3 separate regions of the Sus scrofa genome follow, and all the other regions are linked to region 1. Evidence: chromatin contacts called from public Hi-C data. All regions are on one chromosome and are shown on one strand. Each heading gives the region's core, a stretch centred on a gene start, on an enhancer-like site or on the middle of the called end of the contact. The rest is flanking DNA. Distances are from core to core; before and after follow the strand shown. Region 1 holds the start of EBF3 (transcription factor COE3). Region 2 has its middle 370 kb from the start of MKI67. Region 3 has its middle 330 kb from the start of MKI67.

Region 1 (4,133 bases), core at 892-3,391:
TACCAGACCATCACACTGGAGAGGAGGAAAAAATCAACTCATCAAGTCCAACTCAATGAGCTTTGGAAAGGAGTTAGTTGCCTTTGTTATGGGGAAAAAAAAAATCAATGAAATGATTCCAAGCAGAGAGAGAAACATTTAAAAATATATAAGGGTGGGGGAGGGGGGAGAGATCGTGGCAATTTTCTGTCAAATATTAATTACCATAATTAATTAAGACAGAATTTGATTCCAATCACAAGCCATTTAATAAAGCATCTATGTCCTGTTCTAATGACAACATAAACTATTTTACCAATCGCTTCATTTATTCCAATAAATATGGAATTCTCATTAGCATGTCAAGGAAACTAAATGGAAAACAAATACAGCAGACCCATTTGTCAGTCCCCTGGCCTCCGAAACCCAGGACAACCCCAGCTGAGCAGTGAAAACTGGTGTGTAGAGGCTTAAACTTTCTCACCTGTTTGGTCATTGAATCTATGAGCCGAACATACAGATCCTGCTCCGTTCTGACTCCTGCAAGAAACAGGGACAAATTCTCATCAGGATTTTAGCAAGGGCAAACGGGGGCACAGGAAGTCGGTAACTCAGGACTGCTGCCACCGTGATGCAGCAAAACTTAGGCAAGCCCTTTAAAAGGCAGGAAAGAGAAGCCCAATCGCTTCTCATTTGATTTTTTTTTTCTTCTTCTTCTTCTTCTTAAGAACCTCCAGACTCTCAGGGTTTGCATGTAAAGATGCAAGAAATTTAGGTGGCTGAGAGCAGGCCTGGTTGCTGCCCTGGGTGGGCCCAAGGGCTGATTTATTTTTAAGAAACAGAAAGCAGCAAATGGAAACTAAGTGGGAGTCTGAACTCTTTCTAATGTCTCTCGAGGATTTTTTAGAAACTCGTGCACAGGAAGTAAGTTATGCTCGGTTTACAGAGCTACCCCCATCTCAATAATTAACATTAATTTGCAAAATTGAAAAAAGTCACTTAAAAGTGATGTTCTGCTGGCGCCCCGATCGATCCCCTTTTTACTTTCCACTTCAAGCCCGACCGGTTAATCATGTGAAGTGCCATCGACTTATTGATCGTTTATGTTTTGTTTTCCTTCTATGCCATGAGAAGATGTCGTGTTTACATCCATGTCATTTTAATCTCAAAATCTTTATGTCCTTTAACCACCTCGGAGAAGGAGAGCGAGCCCGGCGGGGCGGGCAGGCAGTGGCGGCAGCAGGCACTTACCGTTGCTGTACAGCAGCTGGAGTTTATAGTGGATGCCGTTGTTGGTTTTCTCGTTGTTGGGCTCCTGAAAGTAACGAGAAATAATTGCATTTAGTGCGATCGGTGTCCGGCGCGGCCACCGCACTCGGTCCCCGTCCACGACCGAGGCCCCTTGGCCTCACACATGGCAGGAATCCTAGCTCGGAGCAGCGCGGTGATGTCACTTTCCTGCTGGAAGCCCAGCGTTCTCCTCGCCCGGAGTAGGTCCGGGGGCGCAGAGAAGTTGCCCGGCCCTCGGCGGGCCCCGGCGGCCGCACGTGGCGGCGGCGGCGGGGGCGCCTGGCGGAGCGGTCCCCGCCGCCGAGGGGGGCACTCCGGGCCACCGCGCTTGGGCACCGCCTGCCTCCCACTTCTAGAAAGATGGAGGGTGTGATTGTATGTTTGCACTTACTTTCTCTTTCTCCACAAAGTCCACAAAAGCGGTCCTTTCAATCTCCACCGGCTGCCCCTGCCTGTCGTAGAGCGCCAGCACGAAGTGGAAGAAATTGGATTTCCGGAGGTTGGAAGGCGGCTGCTTCTCGAAGTGCGCCCGCGCCAGCCCCACGCCGCTGCGGGAGGAAAGAGACAGCGGCCCGGTGAGGAGCGCGGCGCCGGCCGGCTGCGGGGACCCGGTGGGGCCGGGGCGCGCGGGGGCGGCCGGTACGTACCTCTGGGCGGCCGTGTTGGCGTCCACCACCCCCGCCGTGTGCATCCACGAGCGCACCGGGTTCATGCCGCTGCCCAGCGGCTCCTCCTTCATGGTCGTCCCCCCGCGCGGAATATTCTCCTGAATCCCAAACATGAAAACTGGTGGCGGCGGCCGCAGCTCCCGGCCGACAGCGCTTCCGCGAGCAGCGGCGCTCGGGGCTCGGCGGCAGGCGGCTGCCCTGGCCGCGCTCGCCCTGCTCGGCGCCTGCGGTCCGGCCCGCCGCCGGCTTCAGCCCGTCCCGGGCAGGCGCGACATACACCGGCGGCTGGGCGCTCCGGACGGCCGGGGGCGCGGAGGCTGCTACACCGGCGGCGGCGGCGGCGGCGGCGCTTCGGAGGAGCAGGACGCGGTGGCCGCGGCGGCGGTTGTTGTTGTTGTTGTTTGCAGGCGCGCTCAACGTGGTGTCATCCTAGCCAGGCGGCGTCCGCGGCTGCAGGACACTGCGGGATCGCCCGCTTCTGGCGCGGCCCGCCTGCTCCAAAGACAAATAAACGGGGCAGTGAGTGCCGCGGCGCAGTCCCGGGCGCAGGCGGGGCGCGGCGGGGCCTGGAGCGGCGCGCGCAGCGGACGGAGGCGCACAAAACTCAGCCCTCTCTCCCCGAGGAATGGACCCTTTCCCGGGAGCCAAAACTCGAAGCCCCCGGGAGCGGCGCTGTCAGAGGGTGACGTCGGGGGGCGGCGCCTGCGCCATATATGGGAGCGGCCGCCCCTCGCCGCGCCCCTCGCCGCCGCCGCCGCCGCCGCCGCCGCGCTCGCCGACTGACTGCCTGACGGCGCCGCGAGCCGGCCCGAGCCCCGCGAGCCCCGCGAGCCCCGCCGCCGCCGAGCGCCGCCGAGCGCCACCGAGCGCCGCCGCCGCCCCCAGCCACGCGCCGCGGCTGCTCGCGCCCACCCGCAGCCAAGGAAGTTACGACTCGCCCAAATAAGTCTTGAAATGAAACAAACAACCAGTGCACACTTGCAGCTTGGTCCCCGTAATGCCTCCTCCTGCAATCAGCCACACACTCAAAACACGGCGGGGAGAAAGGGGGAAAATGCCGAGGCGCCCCCAGTTGCCCAAATGCTTTGCAATAAATGCAAAGGGCCGCAGATCGCCTAGGGAAGGCCCAAAGGGAAAAGTGGGCAGAGGCAAGCAGGCCGCAGGAAGGGAGCTGGAGGGGCAAGGGACGCACTGGGGGCCGGGGGCGGAGGGGGGCAGGGCTCCCCGGCCAAGGCGGGGCGCGCAGCTCAGCCTGCTTTCTAAGCAGACCTGAGGTTGCTGGGGGGGCCGATCTGCCCCAGTCTGGGCCTCGCCCGGCGCCGGTGTTTTCCGCCCCGGCAGAGGCCACTGAGTGTTGGGCTGGGGACCCACGTCGGAGGCGGCCTCTGCCAGCTGCTCTTTCCCGGTGGCCACGGGAGACCTGGTCCCCTGGCCTGTCCTTAGGCGCGGCGAGTGACAAAGAAGGCTCTGGGCTCTCTGGGCGGACAGGAAGCGCGCCCGGCCTCTCCGGCGACCTGGAGCCGGGTGTCCGGCTGCGCGCCCTGCGCGGTGGCCAGACCTCCCCGGCGCCAGCCGCTCTAAAAGCCGAGCGGACGCCGCGGGCGCCCGGGTCCTGCCCTCGGTGCCGCCGGGCCCGGGTGAGCGCGCGACGCGCGGCTTCCAGACCTGGTTTCGAGGAATCGGGAGGGCAGCGGGGCGCGGACTGCTTGTGGGCCCGGAGGCCCGGCTCCCGCAGCGGGGACGCGGCGCCCAGGCGCACTGCCTGCCCTAAGGACGACTGAGCGACAGGGAGCGGAGACCCAGGGGACGACCGGGAGCTGTCCCGGCACTTCCCTGCCAAGAGAAATCAGGCCCTTTTGATTAAAACAAACAAAACCCAAAAAACAGGTTTCAGAGTGCAAGTGTGTCGCAGGACAGCTTCTTCCCGCCCGGGGTTGGGTTGCCCTCTTTTTTTTTTTTTTTTTTTTTTTGCCCATGAGTTGGCAGTGTGTGTACGTTAATATTTTAATTAATCGGGAAAATCGAAGTCCGATTTACGTTATCTGGGGACCCCCACGCCTCTTGGAAGGGGTGAGAAAAAAGGAGTGCTGGAAAGCAATCTATTTTGCTGGTGTTGGGGGTTAATGACTATTGCCAAAGATAAGTGAATTATCACAGCTGTTGCTCCAGTCCCATCTCAAAATCCATTCCGGTGCC
Region 2 (3,764 bases), core at 599-3,098, 1.3 Mb before region 1:
TTATGAATTCGTGTTAGTAAAATGTTACGGCCCTGGTATAATAATCACTTTGTGAAAGGTCCTATTTTCCCCCAAATCTCATCGCGTCTTGAAGAGCCAGGAAATAAGCATCCCTCCTCTAGGAATTTCTGTTTAGTTTTGATTATTTTTGAGAGTATTAATCTTTATCTCTGACATTGAATTCTAATTTTAATACCAGCATTGATGAATTCCCTTCCTAGAGAGTTACATTTTCATGTTGGTACAGATGGCTTTAAGTGAATGCTGTATGTATTCTACAGATCATATCAAGGCATGAGGAAGTTTTTTTTTTTTTTTGGTTTTTTTTCCTGGGGTCTCAAGTAAAGTTTTGCCAGACCTGATATGGGTACCGATCAGCAGCTGGCTGTGATTTATTTTTTAATGAACAGCAGGGTGTTATTTAGATGTGCACATTTGCATTTTTAAAATAGAACCTTAGACATGGTGCTATCTTGAAAATATTCTCCCGAGTGGACACACCAAGAAAAAAAAAAAAAATCTTTGATTCCTAGATGGGGCTTCTTATTTGAAAATGGTAGAATAAATAACATTACTTTGACTTAAAACGATTTCTTGAAGACAGCACTGAACTCTTTTTCCCGGGGCTCCCAACTTCCCTTGTTGATGTATTCTTCCATTTCTTTCTCGCCCCTCCTTTTGGCCTCTCGTCTGAATTTCGATGATGTTTTTCTGCTCTGCTCTCAGAGTTGGTATGAGGGTGAGTCACTAAATTGAATATAAGCACAGCCGTGGAGTAATTTATTCCAGGATCGTGAATACATCCTTCTTTGCAACAGAATCTCTTCTTAGCGCACCCGACTGATAAACACAGGACGCTTTCTCAGCCGCTGATGCCACGTTTTGGAGTGCCCGTGTCAGGTTTTTACCTTCTGCCCTAGAGCATATCTTTAATAGCCGGGAAGTGTGAAAATGAGAAGGCTTGATGCTGATAGAAAGCCAGTGCAAATTAACTGGCGGCCCCACTCACGACAGACACAGTTGTCTCACACTTTCTGGCTGTAAAAAGGGTGACACTTTACTGTTCAGAGAAGCGCCCTCTGACACGCTGCCCTCAGATGCCTGATTTCAGATGCGCAGAAGCAAAGGCTCCTGCTGCGGGTCTGTGATGGTTGGTGTGGGGTCTGAGGACAGACGCCCCCAGGTCCCCGCCCACCCAGCTCTCCCTCCAAGGCTGAGCGGGCATGTGGGTGCGGGGGGCGGGGGGCCCTGGGAAGGCCTAGGAGGAGACTGGTCCCTTCCCTTCAATCCTGCATTTTGCAAATCCATCGGCCCACGGGGGGGCCCTCTCTTTGCAAAGGGGAGCTTGTGGATCAGCCTTTACTGGGGAAGAAAACCTCAGCTCAGAGAGGCTCCCAACGTCGGAGCATGAACTCCTGTTGTCAGTGGGGCTGGTGGCGGGTCGTTTTCAATGAAAGGCCTTAAAATTATGAAAAATGAAAATTCACCCAGCATTGGGCTCATCTTTCCCCGAGAGGATGGGGCTTGACCTCTGCCGCCGACATCCAGGAAACCTCCTGTAAGCCGCGGCGATAAGGCTGGATGGCCTTTTTTTTTTTTCCCCCTTCAGAGTAGGATTCAAAGTAGAATCCTTCAGATTTCAAATGAAAAATAGGCTTGAAATGACTCCCCCAAAGAGCCTTTTTTTAGACCAGAACTATGAGGTCCGGAAGTCATTTTTGCTTTCGTTTTGTCATCGAAGGAATGTTCCATTCCAGACACGAGGGAGATTTTCTCGGTACTGATGGGCAGGCTCCCCTCCCGGAGCAGGAGGACGGCTGGAGAGCCCGCCCGGAGGACCTGGCCTTCGGGGCCGCCTAGTGGCTCCTCCCTGGAGGGGTGAATTGACCAACAAAGCAAGTCGCCCTGGCACTGTCCCTCATGGCCCTTCCTCCCTTTCCGAGGCAACCCCGCTGTGTTTTCACCTCTGAAGGACTCTCTTCAGAAAAACCACCGGGAGAATTTACCGGGAGAATTAAAACTTGAGAGGTATCCCCGCCTTTTCCGAACTTCTACGGAAACGCCTGGAATGCTCGCTCTCCTTTGTCTCTCTGAAGCCTCCTTCCTGCCTTGGGGTCGCTGTTGCAAATGGGAAGCCGCCATCTGGCTTGGCTCCTTGGAGTTCATTCCATCCTGTCCTTGGGGAAGGAGCCCTTGCAGCCTCGGATCTGAGGTTTGCTAGGAGGGCCGATCTCACCTTCCCCCGCAGACCTGGCGGGGGTCCCCCAGGGCGGGGGTGGGGGCAGTGGGCCGGCACCCCGCGTGTCCCTCGGTAAGCCCCACCCACTCAGCTCATGTCAGCCGAGGTCAACAACAGTTTTAAGTCAGGTGCAGAGTCAACAGATGTAACTGTTACATGCAGTGATTTATGACCGACTTTCATTAAGTTCTTCCTCAGGAGGTGAGCATTTTAAGGGACACTGGGGACCCTTGAATGGGTCAGATGTAGTTTTAAAATAAGACGTGTTATAGCCCTTTTCTCACACATCCAGCTTCACGATACAGAGCCCAGCAGAAAACCTACTTGGCTTGGAAAGTGTCACCTAACTTCATGGGGGGCCCTTCCCCAGGGCGGGAAGGGCTCAGGTGCTTCCAAGCTGAGAGAGGTCATGCAGGTGCTGACCGGCCACGGACCCCGGGGGGCCTTGGGGGCTTGCCTGCCCGGATTCTCCCTGTGCACTTGCAGGAAATCCATTCATGCACCCGTCTTTATTGAGAAACTGTCCTCATTTGCTTTGAGAACTGGGGTCTCCGACGCAGAATTACACGAAGCTCCGCGACACCCACTGAAGGACTCGCCCGTCAGACAGTTGCCTGGTATCCAGAGAAGATTTTCTCCAGCCAGGAGCTGGAGATCAGGCTTGGGGGACACCTGCTGCGGGCAGCCTCACGTCTTCTCCATGTCTGGCCGTCCACTGCCCGGCGGGCGGTCGCTGCTCGGTGGCTCTGTCTGGAGGCTTGGATGATGCATGACTCAAAGGTCCCACTGTGGTCCTATCGAGATGCACATTTCTGAGAACTGCCTCCTTCCTCCGTCCCGCTGGACCCCAGCCAGGCTTTGAGGTGGGGAGTCTTTGTACACCTTTTTGCCCCGTGTTGGTCCTGGACCGCCCCTTCCTCAGGGGCCCCAAGTGCTCCTGGACCCTGGGCTTCATTCTCTTTCTCCCGTCTTCCCCCACTCGCGCCCATGACGGCCGCCCTCTCAGCTACCTTCCCTCCCTCTCTTTGACCCGAAAACTCTGGAAGGAGACATGCGTGCCCAGGATTCACAGAGACAGGAAGGAGATTGGAGGCTGCCAGGGGCTGGGGGGTGGGGGTGGTGGAGGGAACCAGGGATTATTTCTTAACCCTTACAGTTTCTGTTTGGGAGAGTGGAAATATTTCGGCGATTAATGATGGTGATGGTTGCCCAACACTGAGCCTGTAATTAATGCCATGCATTGAACGCTGGAAATGGTTAATTTGGCCTACACCACAGCCACAGCAACGCCAGATCCAAACCACGTCTGTGACCTACACCACGGCTCACGGCAACACCAGATCCTTTCCTGGTAGTGCAGGAGATTAAGGATCTGGCATTGCCACTGCTGTGCCTTGGGTTTCATCCCTGCCCTGGGCACCTCAGGGGAGGCCCAAAAAAAGGTTAATTTGGCAAGTTTTATGTTATACTTATTTTTATTAAATGTAAAACAAAAGGAATCTTGCCCAGGATGATCTCTGAGGTC
Region 3 (3,794 bases), core at 919-3,418, 1.3 Mb before region 1:
GGCCCTGGACCAAATGGCTGCTTTGCCACAGGCCCTGAAGACAGTGCGGAAGAGATGGGTCCCTCCGTCCGAATTACCGGGCTGTCCTGCCTCTTCGGTCTGCCTGGGCTGTCGACGTTAACACCCATCTTCAAATGTTATTGACACGCTCCGTGTTTTCTTAGTTTGCATTTACCTTGTTCACCATTTTATTATTCAAGTTTTCCGTCGTTGCCAAGTATTAATCAATGTATTATGCTGCTCCATCGGGCAAAAGCTGTACAGAACGGGGTGCCCCTGGGGTTAACACAGTCAAGAACGAGAAAAGTGTTTTCGACATGTACACAACATGTGGTGTACTATTATCATGAAATGAGGTGAACTGGGACTCTATACATATGGATTTTGAATTGCATAAATTTTGATTGATATCATTTGAAGACCAAGGCTCTGAAAGGCTAGATTTTGTGAAAGACGATACACAGACCAGCTATTACCACATACAATCATACCAGGAAAAGCATCTGAAATGAGCAAGGCAGCTGGCTTTTAAATAGCTAAAACATAACATCAATACTTATTTTGAATAATGGAAAAAAGAGGTAAAAGATGGTGACCCCAGCCTGACAGGAACACGCTCTGAAAGTAGGACTGGCCCCCTGGGGGCAGCCCCTGCTGCACGGTAGCTGCCAAGCCTGGCTCTTTCTCCCTCTTTCTGCCACTTTCCCTGTCCCCTCCCCCCATCTCCATCCTCTCCTCTTTTCTCTTTCCCTTGCAAAAAAAAAAAAAAAAAAGTAAATATTTTTGTGAGCATGAAGCCACTACAGACAAGCGGCTAGAAAAAGAATTTTCACAAATTCAGGAAACACTTGAGAGGTAAAACCAACATCCTGAGACAGAAGACAGGCCAGCTTCTGACACCAGGTTGGACCTGGGAGGCCAAAAACCTCCAGCCAGGAAGTGCTGGCCACCGGGTCAGGGCTCCAGAGGCCCCGCGCCGAGGCAGGAGGGAGCAGAACTTTCCATGCACCATCGACACCAACAGGCCTCTTCATGGGAAATTGGCTGAAAATGTGCTGACCGGCATAAAACTTTTATTAGAATCCAGGACAGGGGGCTGAACTTCCAGGGGACAATGGTTTCGGGACGGGGGGGGGGGGGCGGCGGTGGTTTGCAGCCAGGACGGGTGCTCAGCCGAGGTCCCTGCTCCATCTTCGGGGCTCAGCACAGGGGTCCCCGCCTGGCCCGCAAGGCGCCCACCACCTCCGCTCCCTCCGCGCGTGGCGCCCCCCCCCCGCGCCCGGCTGCGATGGGGGCTCTAAGCCCCGGATCCCCAAATCCAGGCGGCCCCGGGGTGGGGTGGGGGCGAGGGTGGATGCAATCTCCCCCCCCCACCCCCGCCCCCGCTGCCTTGAGCTGCCAGGGCAAAAGGGGTGGGGGGCGGTGCAGACTTTCTGGAGGGGGAAAGGGACATAAATCAGGGAATAAAAAAAAAAGTTTCTGCACATTTTCAAAACCCACGTTGCGCTCTCTGAGGTCCTTTTCATTTTAACCAAATCAGGGGGAACTTGTCCTCACAGCGGCGAGGCAGATGGAACAATAAATCACAGGCGCCGCTGACTGCCTGCAGTGCACTCTCCACAGCTGTCACTTTTTTGTCTCTTTGGTTTTAGCTGACACGGTTTGAGGTCCACTGTGAACCAATCTGGACTTTTTTTTTTTTTACAGTCATATCCATCAAAACGACCCGTGGCCATCAGCCCACCGCGCCATCGATCCGGTGGCCGCTGCCTCCGCGCGCCCCGCGCCACCCGGCTCCTAGGTGAGGCTGGGGAGCAGCACCTCGTTTTAGCGGATTTTTTTCCCTCCTCTTTTTTTTTTTTTTCTCTTTGCCTCCAGCTACAGCTGTGATTTTCTGAGCAGTCTTGGCTAACGTTATTAAAGTTGCATCAGGATAGATACAGAGCAAAGCGGATCCGGGCTCCGCGCTGGAGCTGAGAAGATCGGCCGCCTCGGTTCCCCGAGTTGTTGTTTTTTAAGTGAGCGGAGGCGCGGGCTGAAGCTCGCTCGGAGTTTCCAACTCCGTTGCTTATTTTGCAAAGTAAACAAGCAAATGTTATGTGCATAACCTTAGCTGTCTCGCTAAAGGTCAGCGCGCCCCTGCTCATTTCCCGGGCTGCCTTTTGGGGGCACTCTGACGCCGAGGATTTCCTCGGGTGTTGGGGAAACAAGACGTGCTCGCCTAACAAAGGCTCAATCTACAAAGGCTGCAAAACAAAACATTGATTACATTTGAACCGGGGTGCGGAAGTTTACTTCGCTGTAGAAAATACCAGCCCGATGAGCGCTAAAGAGCGAGCAGGCTGGGCTGGGGGCCAGGGTGCCTGGTCCTGGGTCCTCGGAGAGGGACAGTCCGGCTGGCAGGCGCCTACCGCCCAGAACAGGGTGCCCCCGAAAATGCAGGAGATGGGCGGCGAGGTGAAACTACATCCTTCAAAGTTTCCTTAAGTATTGCATTTTCTCCCCAGATGGCATCTTGCCTTAAAATCTTTTGAAAACACTTTCGTTTAAGCAGAAATAATCCTACATAGGTCCATAAGTTTGAACTCAAGAAAGAACCGGCCAAAAAAAAGGGGAAAAAAAAAAAAAGACTATTTATATGTGGGCATAGGGAGCTCACAGATATACAATTAAAAGAAAAATTGGCTGCTTAAAAATCCCCAGTTAGGTCAGGTTAAATTTATTATATTCTTTTATAGCTGAACTCTATGGTTTTGACTTGAGGTGACAGATGAAATGCAGCAGAAACCTTTGGAATTTCAGTACTATATATTTACTATAAGGAAGAAAATAAAGTTCTACCATTAGAAGGTAGGTGCTTGCCTTAAAATGTTCAAGAAAAAAAAAGATGTTAATTTTTTTCCTGCAATTCTTTTTTCTTTTTTTTTTTTTTAAAGGATGAAGTGAGTTACGTGAGCAGAACAGCCAGCTAAGCATAATATAAACACAGCTATGAAACGCTGCCCTTGCTGCAGATTGAGAAATGTTCAGGTTGCTAGAATGTGAAAGGGAAGGATGGCTCACATTTTTAAGTGAAATCACCTAATTTGGTTAATGTGCATTTTTGCCCATATGAAAAACATCTTCTGAGCAGGACTCCTTGAACCAGGTGTATGTGTGCTCTGAGCACCATCGACCAATGGTGTGGTCCACAAGGACAAAACATGAATCTTTCTATGCGGAGCTGCCCGTGGCTGTGCACAGTTCAATTCCAAGAGAAATACAGGGAAAGGATTTTTTGATTGTTTGTTTTTGGTATATGTTTCCCCCCAGAAAACCCCGTCCATTTTAAGAGGAATCCCTTCATAGAGTCAGTTCCGGTTTTAGCTTTCCTGTTAACGTCCCTGCTGACTTTAGAAAATAGATTAAATATGGAATCCATTCTTCAAACTCTATCTTTGTCCAGTGGCAAATGTCTCACCCTCTGTCAGGTGTCTGCAGTGGATCTTGTTCTTTCCAGGCAATCACAGTGAAAAGCATCCCTTAAAATACCAGGAAGTCCATCAGCAGATGCCTGGAACAAACTACCCCGACTGCTTTCTGAATGGAGGTCAGACGTTGCAAAGGGCACTGTCACAATGACATTGAAATACTCAGTGTTGCTGCAGTCTGCCTGCAGGTCACAGGTACTGTGCTCCATACCCTTGCATGGGTTTTGCTTTCCAAGGGTATAGCCAGCCCCTGGCCACACCGGCGGCTGTGTGGTTCAGCATAATGCAGTTTTATTTGGGTAAGAATGGGGAAAAAGAAAGACA

The links. A called contact is a pair of places that touch in the nucleus more often than the background predicts.
Region 2: a Hi-C map of skeletal muscle shows a contact between it and region 1, with 10 times the contacts expected there. The contact joins the enhancer-like site here to the promoter of EBF3 in region 1. A contact is called at or near these places in 5 of 47 Hi-C or Micro-C datasets (embryonic fibroblasts, heart right ventricle and skeletal muscle) and 1 of 2 datasets of contacts at active chromatin or transcription factors (skeletal muscle).
Region 3: a contact with region 1 is called in a Hi-C map of skeletal muscle, with 6 times the contacts expected there. The contact joins the enhancer-like site here to the promoter of EBF3 in region 1. A contact is called at or near these places in 11 of 47 Hi-C or Micro-C datasets (brain, embryonic fibroblasts, fetal heart ventricle and 7 more) and 1 of 2 datasets of contacts at active chromatin or transcription factors (skeletal muscle).

The regions. Positions count from the first base shown.
Region 1 is chr14:138,933,363-138,937,495 of Sscrofa11.1, forward strand. EBF3 (transcription factor COE3) reads right to left here and starts at 2,142. Exons shown (of 17, transcript XM_021073765.1): 1 at 1,917-2,142; 2 at 1,661-1,817; 3 at 1,231-1,294; 4 at 464-519. The coding sequence starts at 2,050. It overlaps LOC110256833 (elastin-like), which reads right to left. Exons shown (of 2, transcript XM_021073768.1): 2 at 2,342-2,429. The coding sequence ends at 2,367.
Region 2 is chr14:137,661,968-137,665,731 of Sscrofa11.1, forward strand. No RefSeq gene overlaps it. Among named protein-coding and RNA genes, the nearest start is that of MKI67, 370 kb to the left of the region's middle. Within about 2 kb of position 1,849, at least 26 of the 83 cell types and tissues checked have an H3K27ac peak or open chromatin away from gene starts, as enhancers often do. A contact at or near this core is called in embryonic fibroblasts and skeletal muscle, where this site is marked.
Region 3 is chr14:137,628,068-137,631,861 of Sscrofa11.1, forward strand. No RefSeq gene overlaps it. Among named protein-coding and RNA genes, the nearest start is that of MKI67, 330 kb to the left of the region's middle. Within about 2 kb of position 2,169, at least 14 of the 83 cell types and tissues checked have an H3K27ac peak or open chromatin away from gene starts, as enhancers often do. A contact at or near this core is called in fetal skeletal muscle, skeletal muscle and subcutaneous adipose tissue, where this site is marked.